3 separate regions of the Mus musculus genome follow, and all the other regions are linked to region 2. Evidence: chromatin contacts called from public promoter capture Hi-C data. All regions are on one chromosome and are shown on one strand. The core of a region is the stretch at or near the end of the contact, and the rest is flanking DNA. Distances in the headings are between cores, read along the strand shown.

Region 1 (4,190 bases), core at 1,464-3,963, 1.4 Mb after region 2:
TTGAGATTCCTCAGATATTAGAAGCATTTTTAGGGTTGATTTGTGCCATGTAGTTTTTGTGCCTTATAAAACATAAAGTGGAAAAAATTCTGCTTTGCCTGTGTACTATCAATGAGTTATGTTGAGACAGAAAATTAAAGAGATTATTTAAATGTAGTGCTAGCCCAACAAGTATGGCTCTAACTCACTGAAAAAGACTCCCTACCTCCTACCCCACCCCCACCCCTACCCTCCAACACACACACACACACACACACACACACACGGCACATGGAGGCCATTACAGAAAGCCACAAATGGTGAAAATGTAGAGAAGAGCTGCCTCAGGGTGCCCAGTCCAAATAGATACATCTACAACAAAACCCCTACCCATAAGTCTCTGAGAACATAAAGAAAGAGGGGGCAAAAAGATTGTAAGGTCCAGAGGACCAGGAAGTCTGCTACAATGTAGCATCATCTAGATATGACAGGAAAGCCACACCTATGAAATCTCAACAATATGGCTGCTTCAAAAAGCCCTGGCCAATGACAACCAGTTGACATGCCAGCATGGATAAAGGAAAGTACATGGGGACCCTCTCCTAGATGAAAAGCTACTGGCAATTAAAAACAGATGACCTCATCATATTGTATTTACATATTTATCCACATATATATGTAACAATAATAATTAATGAATAAGAAGCTGTGTGGGAGGGGCTGGGCTGGAGAGAGTAAGGGAAAAGGAAAGATTTAATTACAATTAAAACAATTAAACAAATATATAATTAAATGATGTAATACTATCTCCTCTAGAGGCACCTACTATCTTTCTAGGCTCAGAAGAGAATCAGCATACAAGAAACATTATAGAAAACCACCGCTCACTCATCTTGTCTCAATAGCTATTTAATGCATGTTTAAACCAATTCACCATTGTGCAAAAAAGGTAATCTTAAGAATAACTTTTAGTTATCTGGGCACTGGTAACCAGTCAGGGTTCCATGTTGCTTTCTCATACCCCAGCTTCCCTTCCTATGATGGTCAGATTTGAACCCTACATGATAGACACATTGTATTTCTTGTTAGCAATCAAGCAAGGCTTCTATCCGCTGATCTCTACCTCGGCCATTAAATCTCTCATGGCTTTATCAGCTTGTTCTCCAGTAAATCTTTCCTCAGTAGTCTCTCTCAAATTTCCCGTTCACACCCTAGGAGCCGAAGCCAGATACTATCTGTGTGCTGTCATGCCAGCCTTGCCTCTAGAGATCACTCTGAAACAGTCCAGAGACCAGTTATCCATTTCCATACAGGTCATAATATAAGGGCCTGATATAGTATTCAAAGACTTAATTCTTTGATACATTTTTAAATACCACACATCTGATTTTACAGATCTAGAATAAATGGCTTTTTCTCCATGCTGAAGGAAACAGAATTCACATAGCCTGGCCCTATGAAGGCTGAGAGTTCCTCTCTAACACCAGGCAGAAGTGAATAGACAAATATTCCTAAAACTCTAGCTCTGAGGGTCTCTGAAAGTTTGAAAACCGTAATGAATAAGTCCATATCATTACATATACGTTAATGTAAATTTCTACAAAAACACTCAATGTGGTAGCAGTTACAACCGTTTCAGAACGCCCCAGTAGTTTCACGACAAGAATGTCTAGCAATGTCTGCCTGCCCAATTGTAGTGAATTTATCATACAGGTGTGTCCTGTTTAAGATGGCCCAAAAGAGATAATAACTTCTATTTAGTTCAGGACTGGGAAAGTTTATTACATACCCAATAGATGCTGAACATTGTACTGGAAGCCAGGGGAAATAAAAGTCTGTCCTTAGTCCCCAGCAAAGAGGAGGCGTGGAGTCTTTTGAGGTTTGAAAGGAGTGTTGATGTTACCAGGTGTCCTTTTACCTTGTAAAATTTCCTACACCCTTCAGTCTATTTGTAATTGAATTCAATTTACAAACATCCAGCGTTCAAAAGTGCATGTCCTACAAAAGCACAACAGGAGCGAGGATTCCATACCTAGCCCAAAGGCACGGGACCCAGCTTGCATGTTCTGCCAGGTGTGCAGGCCAATCTGGGCATACTATTTTATAATAATTCATCTTAATGTCCGGCCCCATGCTTAGAGCAAGCATAATAACACCCCACTTAGAACAACAGAAATAAGCACCCCACAATGAGCTCCAATAAACTTGAAGTTCAGAAATACCTATTTTTTTTCCTCCAAAACAAAACAGTCATATGAACCATAAATGTCACTTTGCTGGGTGGGGATTCATTCAAGTCTGCTCATCCTTCCTGGTGATCAACACAGTGTCCAGTTTCTTTTAAGGGGAATGTTTCAGCCACAGAGACGTGCACTGTGCATTGAGTTTAGTCCTCTTCCTGTCTGCGTTCTCTTTCTTCTGCCCCTCCCGCATCCCTCTTCTCTCAGCATCCCCTCCTCTGGGAGCCTAAAAGACAAGTTTCCGTGCTCTTACTGTGGACCTCCCACTCCCACTTCCTTTTGCTTACTGCAATGACAGTGGGAGATGCAGCGCTAGAAAAGGAAGTCTTTTTCTGAATCAAACAGTACCTGATGCTGTGTCAGCCTTGTGCCTCAAATGAGAGAAACCGTCCCCTTCTAAACGAAGCCGCGTTATTCGGTGACAGGCCAGCCTGCAGCTAGCTAGCTAGCTAGCTAAGATGCAGGTAGCTCACTTCCTGTTGGACTGGAACTCACCTAACTCGCTTGTGTCCTGGCTAAACGTGCACCAGAGTGAAAGTTCACAAATGACCACAGGGCAAGTTTAATAATTAACGCGAGCCACTTAGAGACCCAAAGAAAGGGCTGCTTACATTTTTCTCCACTTACTGCATGTGTCTCAGACAAGAATTAAAAAAAAAAAAAGAAAAGAAAAGAAAAAAATAGTCTAGCCAGTGTGACCAGTGGGCACTCAGTAACTGAAAGGAGGTGCCAGAAAGACAGCCAGTGAGCAGAGACCCCAGCAGGAACTTACATGCTCCATGAGTGCTCTCTGCCTGATCCTGCACCCTATGCTATGGGCTTTCAGTGGTGGTCCACTACACTTGATGTCTTATTGGTTTCAAAAATATGGCACAGCCTGGGGTTCAAAGGTCACTAGAGTAGATCATTTCCTTCATGGAATACTGTTGCTGTCTTGTGCTTGCTTTTTCTGCAGGTTCAGATATATTTCCTTTGTGTGCATCTTCAGGCCAAGGCTACTAACAGCTTATACTATTGCTAGCTTGCAAGTTTTTAATACCACCCCTTTATGCCTTTTCTAAATCTTGGCTGCCCTTCTAGAACTAATCCCTTTAATAATTTTTTATCTCAAATATGCCTTCTATTTCCTATTAGGACTCTAAGGTTATATATACTCTGAGAGATAACTAAGTTCCCGTATTGGCAATATACAGTTCACAGTCATCAAAACTCGAGTGTACCTTGCTAAATGATTCAGCAGGGTTGAGCTGCTCAATAGTGTCTGACGTATATAAGCTATTCCCAGAACTCTGTGTACATCACGTAGGGGAAAAATACTATGTTTATTCTTCTATAAACCCAAATAGATTGCACTGTGCTTTCTATAGAGTAGACTCATCCATAACGTGGATTATATTAGGGATATATTTGAAATAGACCTAGGCAATGAAAGCAAAGTATTGAAACTGAGAATGCCTGGGGCCTCTTTTGGTTTGGGCTTTTCCCCTTTCCTTACTTTGAAAAAAAATTATTATATTGTCTACAACTTATATCCATATTTCTGAAAGAAAGAGGGCAGATCACCAGGTGGACAGGACAGCAGCATGACTTTCCACTGAAGAACTTCATTAGGCGATTAGAGCAAGCTTTTGTCTTCCAGGGTCAACTCTTGAGATGCTTCACCTCACATTGCACTGCCAGAACCTCCCTGGAGAAAAAGCCCCCCTTTTCCTCTCTGGGATTCCTCTCTTGTCTTGCTTGCTTTTCTTCAGCCCTCTTCTCTTCATGAAGATACAAAGGAAAGGAAAGCAAATCCCTCTGGGTGTGATTTCCCATCATCATACCCAGAATCATACATCATACATCAGAATCATGGGCTCAGATTTTGAGGCAGCTTGACTCCACCCAGGGCCTAACCTAAGGGTAAAACATTAATGTGAGACTTTCATTAACAGACTTTCTTTCCTGCCAAGGGCCATACAGAGGGAATGA
Region 2 (4,405 bases), core at 282-2,781:
GAAGGAGGAAAAGAAAAGGAAGAAAAGAAATCCAACAGGGAATAGAGAAAAAGATGTGTTTCTCAAGTTCTGCCTGAAGCACCCTGCATTTCCTTCATTTGACTTACAGTAAATTAATAATAATAACAGTAACAATAATAGATCTACAGGACTGTTCATTGCGAGGTAGGAGTCCTCAGCTTGGCTGTTAGGAACCGCTGTCTTCCTCCTAGTCTATCTGAAGCCTTCTCCTACTCACGGAGCCTCCGACCCTGCCGGAGCTCTAGAATGCACTGGAGTTTAAAGACAATCTCCCTTTACAGATTCACCCTCATCAGGTTTAATAACTTCCACCCCAAATTACCCCAACCCTCCTCATTCCCTCCTGTCATTTATTTTCTGCCCCAGGGGCCAAGATCTTCTTCAGTGCCTCCCTACTGACTCCAGGGAACCCTCCGAGAACCCAGAAAGGGTGGAAAGATGGGGAGGAGAGGGAGCTAGTGAATATAGAATTCCTCATGAAATTAAAAAAAAGAAAATCCTGTGCCTTACAGGGTGCCCACTTGAGGGTAGGTTAGTGGTTAAACTTTGTACTTGTTGTTATTTATGCTTTGAAAATATTTTTTAAAAAACTAAACTTCAAAAAGCACATATTCAAAAGAAAATCTACCCCAATGCAAAATGGCCAAACAATATTTGCTCTTGTACATCTTAAAACATTTCCCACTGTTTCCTTAAACAGTACAAAGCTTAAACCTTCTCAAAGATTTGGGTGTTCTTGTCTCAAGTCTATCAGATTAAAATCACAAATTACAGGCAATAAACCCAAATACAAAATGTTCTATACCCCTGTTAAAGGTCTCAAGATTAACATTGTGTGCTTTGTTGTTTCCAACATGTAAAGGAAGAGAAAAAACTTAATAAAATGGAGACTCCAGGCAAACAGAAAGACACCAAGGAACCACTAAAAATATAGAACAATCCCTAAAGCAACAAGCAATATAGATTGTAGGGTCCACAAGATATTCAAGTTTCCAAATGTGTTAGACACAATGAGCAAAATATCAGAAACCATTGTGGTAAATAGTGGTGTTATTCTTGTTCCACAATGATACTTTTATAAGGTTGCATCAATAGAGAAATATAACTCAAAGTCAAAAATCTAGTGGTGTTTTTTTAATGCTCCCCTAAATATACAAGAATAGGAAAACTGTCTTTAAAATCTCAGTAATGGTTCTCCTAAAAGAAAAAAAAAAAAAACTATGTAGAAAATTTGGGGACTGATGTGCGTGGTTTCTCATTGTCAATTATTAAAACACTTTAGTTAGTGGCTGCATTGATTCGCCATTTTCAAAACAGATTTTTAATGTATCTATTTATATTTCTCGTTTTGAACCACTATATTCCCTTTAAATGCACGGTTAGTCTGTGGATTCTGTGACCCAGAGGTGTTTATGTAACTAATGTGACTATCTGCGTGTAAATTCATGTTTATGATTTTTTATAATATATATGTGTGCATGTGCGTGTGTGTGTGTGTGCGCGCGCGCGCGCGCATGTGTGTGTGTGTGTGTGTGTGTGTGTGTGTGTGTGTGTGTATGCGTGCGCGTTGTATCTAAGTCCTGTGTGCAATAATGTTTTTCTGTCTGCTGAGGCTTACTTCTCCAGCCTATTGTTTGAGACAACAGATATAAGTTGCGATGGGAGAGGAGCGTCGGATTTGGTGTGTATCCCCCATTTCCAATTATAGATGGATCATTACAGACAGCGGAGTCCTGAGAAACCAGACATCTGCTCCTCACATGAATGCACTCACCTCCTAGAGACCAGGCTGCGATCATGCTCTGGAAACTCGTGGAGAATGTCAAGTACGAAGACATCTATGAGGTGAGCGGACACCCCAGATGCATTTTAGAGCTTTGGAGATAGAAAACTGGAGCTTCTTTGACACCCCAGCTGATATATTTTAAGCTATTTACTCGTAGATTTCTGATCGGGTTTCTGAGGTTTCTTTAAGTTTTCTAAGGCTGGCTCTGGGAGACTTTGCTCTCCAGAAAGGGAACTTTTAAGGTTGGAATGTGAGAAGTTTAATTTAGGAGCTATTTTCTTTTCCTTTTTGTTTTTCTTTCTCTCCGGCTCTCTCCTTCCCCTTGTAGACTCTGGTAGGTAACGTGGAGCCAGGAATTCAGGCAAACAGTGAGGGAAAAACAGTCTCTCCTCATTTTGAGTACGGGACAGAATCGGGTTTTTAAGCCTCACGCCGACTGGGACTTTAATTTTTGCTTTTTAAACTTTTAATATTTTTTTTTAAATCGGTAACCAACGTACGCAGGTAGAGGGTAGATATCTAGGGAGAGCGAGGGGAAAGGAGGGATGTATGAACAAATCCAGTACCGTATGGGAGAGAGCGCGGTTTGTTATTTTTGTTTTGTCGTATTTTGATTCTTTGCGGGTCAGTGGTTCCAAGCAGAGATGGCAGCCGCCAGCGTGTGGGCATTTTTAACGAAGCCTGCCCACACTTCGTGCTACCCGCTACCGGTCCCCAGGCAAGCGCATCCCTCCCGTGCTTTTCCCTCCGCCTTGTCGGACGCCACCGAGAGCTTCCGGAGTCCGCGTCGAGCGAGGCTGTCCGGCTGCCCTTCCAGCTGGCGGGCGAGGGGAAGCGGCCCGGCTGGGGACAGATGAGGGATCCCGCGCCACAACCCGGGAGCTGGGGAGCTGAGCTCAAGAGGAAAGGAAAGTAAGGCTCAAGGGGACGTCGAGAGAGGGAAGGCAGACTCCGAAGCTCCAAGATATCTGAGGATCGGGATTAAAAAAAAAAAAAAAAAAAAAAAGCGAAAGGGGTTTAGCGAAGAGGGAAGCAGAGGCGGGGGAAGAAAAGTTGGAAAGCTACCCGCAGCAGCACAGCAGCACGAGGCTGGGCCACCGGGCAGAGGTGGACAACCCAGACTCAGTAACCGGTTCTGAAAGAAATCTGAACCGTGAGCCTTGTAGGTGTTGGGACAGCACCGCGGTGTTAGCCTTGCTCAGCTAAGAAGAGTCCGGAGGCAGGCGCTAGCTCTGTCCCTACCGCTCTTAACTGGGTCCGGTGTGTGGCCGCGACTCCTCAGGTTTTCTGGGTAGAGCGGCTAGAGCCAGTGGCCAGGGTCCCCCAGATCTGCCATTCTTACGACCTCATTTAGAGGTAAATGAGAAAGTGAGAAAGGTAGAAGAAAAGGAAGTCAAGAAGAAAATGAGAGACAGGAAAGAGGAGGGAGAGAGAGAGAGAGAGAGAGAGAGAGAGAGAGAGAGAGAGAGAGAGAGAGAGAGAGAGTTCTTCTTTCTCGGGTGACCTCAGGTTTCGCCTTCCTCTTTGTGGTAGTGTACTGAGGAACCGCGCCTCCCCGCCTGGTGGGATTCAGCGTCCTTTTATTCCTAACAGGCGGGATTATGTTCAACTCCAGGGCGTTGAACTATCCTAAAGAGAACGTCGCCCATAGTAAACATAGCACTGGCGGAGCTAGAGCCGCGGTGGAAATAGCTCTGGGTATATACATAGAGGAATTATCCTAATCAGTGTGGTGCTAGTTCTTTGGTTATGAATAACATAAAGGGCTAAGTGGAAAATGAGGGAGGGCTAGGCGGGGAAGGGAGTGGAGAAGAGTAAAAGTGGGAAGGGAGAAGAGAAATGGGGAGGGAGAGGAAAAAAGGAAAGGGGGAGAGGGAAAAAATAGGAGGGAAGGTGAGAGAAGGGCCGGAAGGGGGGTAGGAGAAAGAGGAGAGGAGAGTAGGCTTGGGGTGGGGGGTGGAGAGGAGAGAGAGTGACTTGCTCCTGGCTGCCCAAATTTTCATCTGGAAAGCCCCGCGAACCGGCACCCAACGTGGTAGAAGGAGCCTATTTCAGTCTGGACTACGGTTGAAGTTTAACAGAAATGGCAGTCAGGCCAGTTGGACGGGTTCCTGATACATCCCAAAAGATTTTTCTGTTGCCCCTGGCTTTGCCTGGAAAGGATACGTTTAGTGTGCTTGAAGACCAATCACATAGATTTTTAAATCTGGGTTTTAAAATTTTCAGTCTGTAAGCACTAAAGAGAAAAAGGCTGCATTGTGTTCCAAAAGTCCCCATCTCTCCTACGTTCTTCGAAAACAAAAACAAACAAACAAAAAAACTAAAACAAAACAAAAAAACAAAAACAAAAAACCCCACAACTTGGTCTTCTACATTCAGAAAAAGTAGGGGTAGACCGCAGTAAACACACGTAAACAAACAGGCCCACCCATTTTACTCTCCCCCCCCCCTCCGCCCCACCAGATAATCAGGCAGTGCCTTTCTAGTTTGCTTTTTAAATCTACACACCAAGCACCCAAGACTACCACCTCCTCCCCGTTGGGAAAGTTTTCCTCTCTATCCAAGAACACCTACATTCTCTGGGAGACCCCAGCACAC
Region 3 (4,516 bases), core at 1,199-3,698, 1.3 Mb after region 2:
ACTCTGAACACACACACACAAATGTGACTCCAGCCTCATCCCTGACTCCTCCCCATTCTCTCAGCTTCCACTAAATCCTGTTAGTCCTTAGACTGTACCACGAGACACATAGCTTCCTAATGTATCACAGCTACACACATGTGTGACTGGGCCACATTTCTCTTGAGAGTATCTTGCAAGGCCTGGCTCCAGTTTCAATTTGCCTGTTATGATTTCTGAGGTCCTTTAAAGACTCCTTTTTCCCATGTGCTTGCCTGTACTCTGCTCCACATCATGTCAATGTTTTATCTTGCTAAACTCTGACTTCTGCCATGTTCTGGCCCTGTGCTTTCCATATCAATAATGTACACTCGGCACACAGGTACGCTCACCAGTCAATTTGACTAAATTTGTAACTGTATAAGCCTAGGGACTTATAGAACAAGTAGACCAAAAATGACCCAGTGAATTATAGTGACCAGAAATATTACAATTGCTTTGTCCTCTCTTAAAATTAATAGTTTTAAGATAGAGATATAGATGATATAGATATATTCATTCAGATACAGTTGCTGACCTGTATCTTCCACCAGCACACTTCTGGATCTACCTCAGTAACTTGATGGCATGATTTATAATTTGCAGCTCCTATTTGCATGCAGGTAATTAATGTGTAAGAGTCCACAAAATCGTTTTTCCCTTAAGTTAAATATTTCAAGTACAATGTTGTTAGGGTATCAACTAGTGAGGTTTTACTAAGTCTAACTAATAAACATTTACTGAGTCAGTTCCCATGGAGACCCGGAGGACAAGAGGATAAATATAAGGGCCTGCTCTCAAGAAGCTCATTGTCAAGAAAAAGGCTATCAGAAAGCACATAACGGTAGTAAGGGAGGCTTGTTTCCTCTCCTTGAAGAGTAAAACCAGGGTGCTGGCAGAAGGAGAGAAGAAAAACAACTGAAAGCTAGTATTAAAAAAAAAAAACTCTCAGACTGTACTCTCATGTGCAGGAGTATCTCAGTGACATATAAAGCTTTTAAAAGAAACCACACAAACATCCCTAAACATTTACAACCCACTCAACATTATCTTATAGTATCAAAACCTTTATGGGTAAATCAAACACCATAGAAATCCATAGACAATAATTAAATATGGTTCAATAGCTCGATTCCTTTAGGTTTTGAGGTACAGATGTGTTCAAAACAAAAGAGTTTCAGAGATAGATAGATAGATAGATAGATAGATAGATAGATAGATAGATAGGTAGATAGGTAGGTAGATGATGGATGGACAGACAGATAGATAAATAGATGCATCTAGATCAGGCAGCTTCTTAAGTCTATACAAGCCATTGAGAATAGAGCAAGATTACCTTATTTGAATCAAAATGGCTGAGAAAGCCAGAATTCACACCTCTATTGGGACCTCTATGTGCTCCCAAGAGAAAGTTGTGGTAAATTCCCAGAAGAGACCTGTGATATACCTGAACCACACATTCACCCTGAAACTGTTCCCATTCTACTCTGCCCTCCCCTCTTTTTAGACTCAAAACTTACCCCAGTGTGATTCCAAAGGGCACTTTTAGAAAGACTCCAAGACAGCCCCTCAAGAAACCACACTGAAGGCTTTGTCCAGGCTCCTCACCAAATGCTCATTACCTCTTCTGTGCATAGGAAGGCTTTGCAAATTTAGAGCCACTTCTGATGAGAAGTCAGAAGTACAAGGGAGGCCAGCCTGACACAGAGTTTATAATTATTAAATCATTCTTTTTTCTTAGCTTGTCATAGAATTCAGCACAGTAGTTAATCAACCATAGTGGCCATAGTGGTAACTGTTCAAGTAAATTTAAACTAGGCAGAACAAAACTGAATCTGTTGTTGTTGTTGTTGTTGTTGTTGTTGTTTATATTTATTTCAGTTACTACAGTGATAGGAACTGGATACATTACAAATAGTGGAGGTACCTGCTGTATTGATATTTTAGCTTGAAACTTCATTACTATATAAACAGAGTCTCCCTGTACATTTGTATTCAGCCCAGGCTAGAGGCAGCATCTGAGAGGAACATCGTATCACAGAATGTTTCTCTCTCAAAAGCTGAACCTTCTGCTTTAACACTTCCACAGACTCCTCCAGGCCTGCTTCAAATACACAAAACACTCCTCTAAAACTCAAAGAGACATCCCAACACCTTTGTAATAGGCCTGTGTCCCGGGGGAGGGAGAAGGAGAGAATAAAGAGACCAGGCAAATTAAGGGAACTGTTGAATATAAACTTGAAACCTACTGTCAATAAAACCCAAAACCAACTTGAAGCAGAGGTAAAGAAAGCAGGGGGAGGAACGGCAATGTTAAATGGTCATCTTTCTTCTCTTTTTTTATTTGAGGAAGTTAAGTTTGCATAGCTCCTTATGAGCTGTCTTTGGTTAAACTCACTATTAACAAGCTTTGACATTTGAAATTTAACTGAACGTGAGCCAACCATTTCCAGCACCATGCCACCCATGAAGGCAATTGGAAATATTTTTGCTAGCGCCTAACAGTGTGTTTATTGAAAAGACACTGCTTTCAAGGGAAAGTGTTTATAGCGTCCACTTTAGCTGCTATCCCTGAACTGTTAAGTCCACAAGCAGTGTGTGTGTTTGGGGGGGTGGGGGTGGGGGGGTGGGGGGACCTTTAACCCTTTCTGTCTCTGCTCTAATTCTCTTCAAGTCTACCTTGGAAATGTTAATGAAGTTTATCACATTATAGCAGCCTGGATTGAAAGGGCAAATTTGCCAACCTTGCCATATGACCACAAAAGGAAAGCACGGGGTTAAAAAGAAAGGAGCAAGCCTATAGGGACCTTAGAGGAGCCATTACTCAATAGGAAGGCACAAAAATACTTACACTTTATTAGTAATGCCATTAAAATGATCCTTTCCCAGAGAGAGTGTAAGGACTAGATAGATCAATGGAGTTGTGAAGATGCTGTAGATTCTTCTGGGCTAAAATTCAAGTCCTCTCAATGAAAGCAAATCCATTATTAATTAAGTTGATTTCTCAAGAGGATGGCCTAGGAGGAAGTTCCTTACTTCACTCCTGAAGAAGGAAGGCTTAAGGCTTTCTGGCTTGGACCAGGACCAAATAAAATGAGAAAGAGGGGAATGAGCTTGAAATAGAAGCTTGCCCATGAGTACCTAGCTTGCGCAGAATTGCCCAGTGTCAGTTGGTCCTCTAGGTTGAGAGCATCATCCTCCCCTGTGTGATGGTCCTATAAGCAGTGCCCTATGTGTCATGGCCTTGCACAGACTCTCAGCCTTGAACTTCTCTGCATGCCTCTATCAGTAGGAAATTCAGTAACTGCTACCCTTTCCCTGAAGCCAGAGTTGCACTGGGGAATGTGGGTGTTTCCTTTGCCAGAGGCAATTTGGACCAAGTAAAAGAAAAGCAGAAATTATAACCTAATCAGGAATGCCTCTGAGGAATGGAGAGGAAATCTCAGTTACAAAGAAAAGGAAATTCACAATCTGTGAACTCCAAATAACATAGCATTTCAAGTTTGGGTTCACCAGACCAAGGATGGGCTACACTTAATGATAAGGACAAAGTTCCTGCACCAGAGTTGGTGCAAGTCAGAGACAATGACTTAGAAAAATACCTAGAGGAGAGAGCCAGGAAGTTGAAGTCTGTCCAAAGATATTGTTATTAATAGATATTTATCCCATAAAAAACCAAGAATCTCTTTTAAATTATCCAATAAGATCTTTATATATTCTTATATTTCGATGTGCTATGTGACTTCTATATTATTTCTAAAAGGTATAGGTAGTGTTTTAATATAATTGACAGTATTCATTAATAAGTCATAGTACGCTTTTGATATTTAATTTTTTACCCAACGTGAACTCACAGAACTTCTTGTTTGAAGTTTTAAGCAGCTAGTATCATGGGTCATGTTAACAATTATTTTTTTAATCAGCATAATTGAGATATAAAAAAACAAAATACAGAATTAAAAACTTAATGTAATAAATAAAAAGAAGGGGCTGGGGAGCTGGCCCAGTGGTTATAAGCACTGGTTGCTCTTCCAGAGGACCTAGGTTCAATTCCCAGCACCCACATGGCAGCTCACAACTGTTTGTCTATAACTCCGGATCCAGAGAATATGTTAGCCTCATACACACATACATGCAGGCAAAACATCAATGCACAGAAAAATAAATAAATCTTAATAAATAAATAGATGAAAATCTGTATATTTATAACTATTAAAGAGACACTGGAGAAATGGAAATAGTTGATAACATAGCCACACTACTCCATGAGGTCTTGAAGGTAGAAAGGCACAAAGCTGATGATGTCTTGCAATCCTAGTTATGATGGTGGGAAATGAGGACAGTGAGCCATGTCTCAGGATCTCACACCTAACCTTGTGGACTTCTTCAAACCCACTCAGTCCTTTTTTATTGTGATTTTGCTTGCAGGTCTCTGGGAGGATTTTGTCAGTTGTTTTTGTAACCAGGGCATCACCTGGAGGAAGCAGAGACTGATAAA

The links. Promoter capture Hi-C pulls out the DNA fragments that hold promoters and counts their contacts.
Region 1: a promoter capture Hi-C map of hippocampal neurons shows a contact between it and region 2, with 11 times the contacts expected there. The contact joins the promoter of Pkhd1 here to the promoter of Tfap2b in region 2. A contact is called at or near these places in 5 of 39 promoter capture datasets (hippocampal neurons, liver, pre-B cells and 1 more), 1 of 115 datasets of contacts at active chromatin or transcription factors (astrocytes) and 1 of 9 other capture datasets (embryonic stem cells).
Region 3: a promoter capture Hi-C map of second pharyngeal arch cranial neural crest shows a contact between it and region 2, with 15 times the contacts expected there. The contact joins the enhancer-like site here to the promoter of Tfap2b in region 2. A contact is called at or near these places in 17 of 39 promoter capture datasets (the 3T3-L1 cell line, 3T3-L1-derived adipocytes, the C10 cell line and 9 more), 1 of 15 datasets of contacts at CTCF or cohesin (stem cell-derived epiblast-like cells), 12 of 484 Hi-C or Micro-C datasets (cerebellum, cerebral cortex, cortical neurons and 8 more), 9 of 115 datasets of contacts at active chromatin or transcription factors (astrocytes, craniofacial prominence, embryonic forebrain and 6 more) and 1 of 9 other capture datasets (embryonic stem cells).

The regions. Positions count from the first base shown.
Region 1 is chr1:20,615,344-20,619,533 of GRCm38.p6, forward strand. Pkhd1 (polycystic kidney and hepatic disease 1) reads right to left here and starts at 2,714. Exons shown (of 67, transcript NM_153179.3): 1 at 2,568-2,714; 2 at 1-62.
Region 2 is chr1:19,207,383-19,211,787 of GRCm38.p6, forward strand. Tfap2b (transcription factor AP-2 beta) reads left to right here and starts at 1,532. Exons shown (of 7, transcript NM_009334.3): 1 at 1,532-1,866. The coding sequence starts at 1,786.
Region 3 is chr1:20,464,168-20,468,683 of GRCm38.p6, forward strand. The region is part of intron 35 of Pkhd1 (polycystic kidney and hepatic disease 1); the gene reads right to left. Among named protein-coding and RNA genes, the nearest start is that of Gm24162, 22 kb to the left of the region's middle. Within about 2 kb of position 2,449, at least 3 of the 459 cell types and tissues checked have an H3K27ac peak or open chromatin away from gene starts, as enhancers often do. A contact at or near this core is called in second pharyngeal arch cranial neural crest, where this site is marked.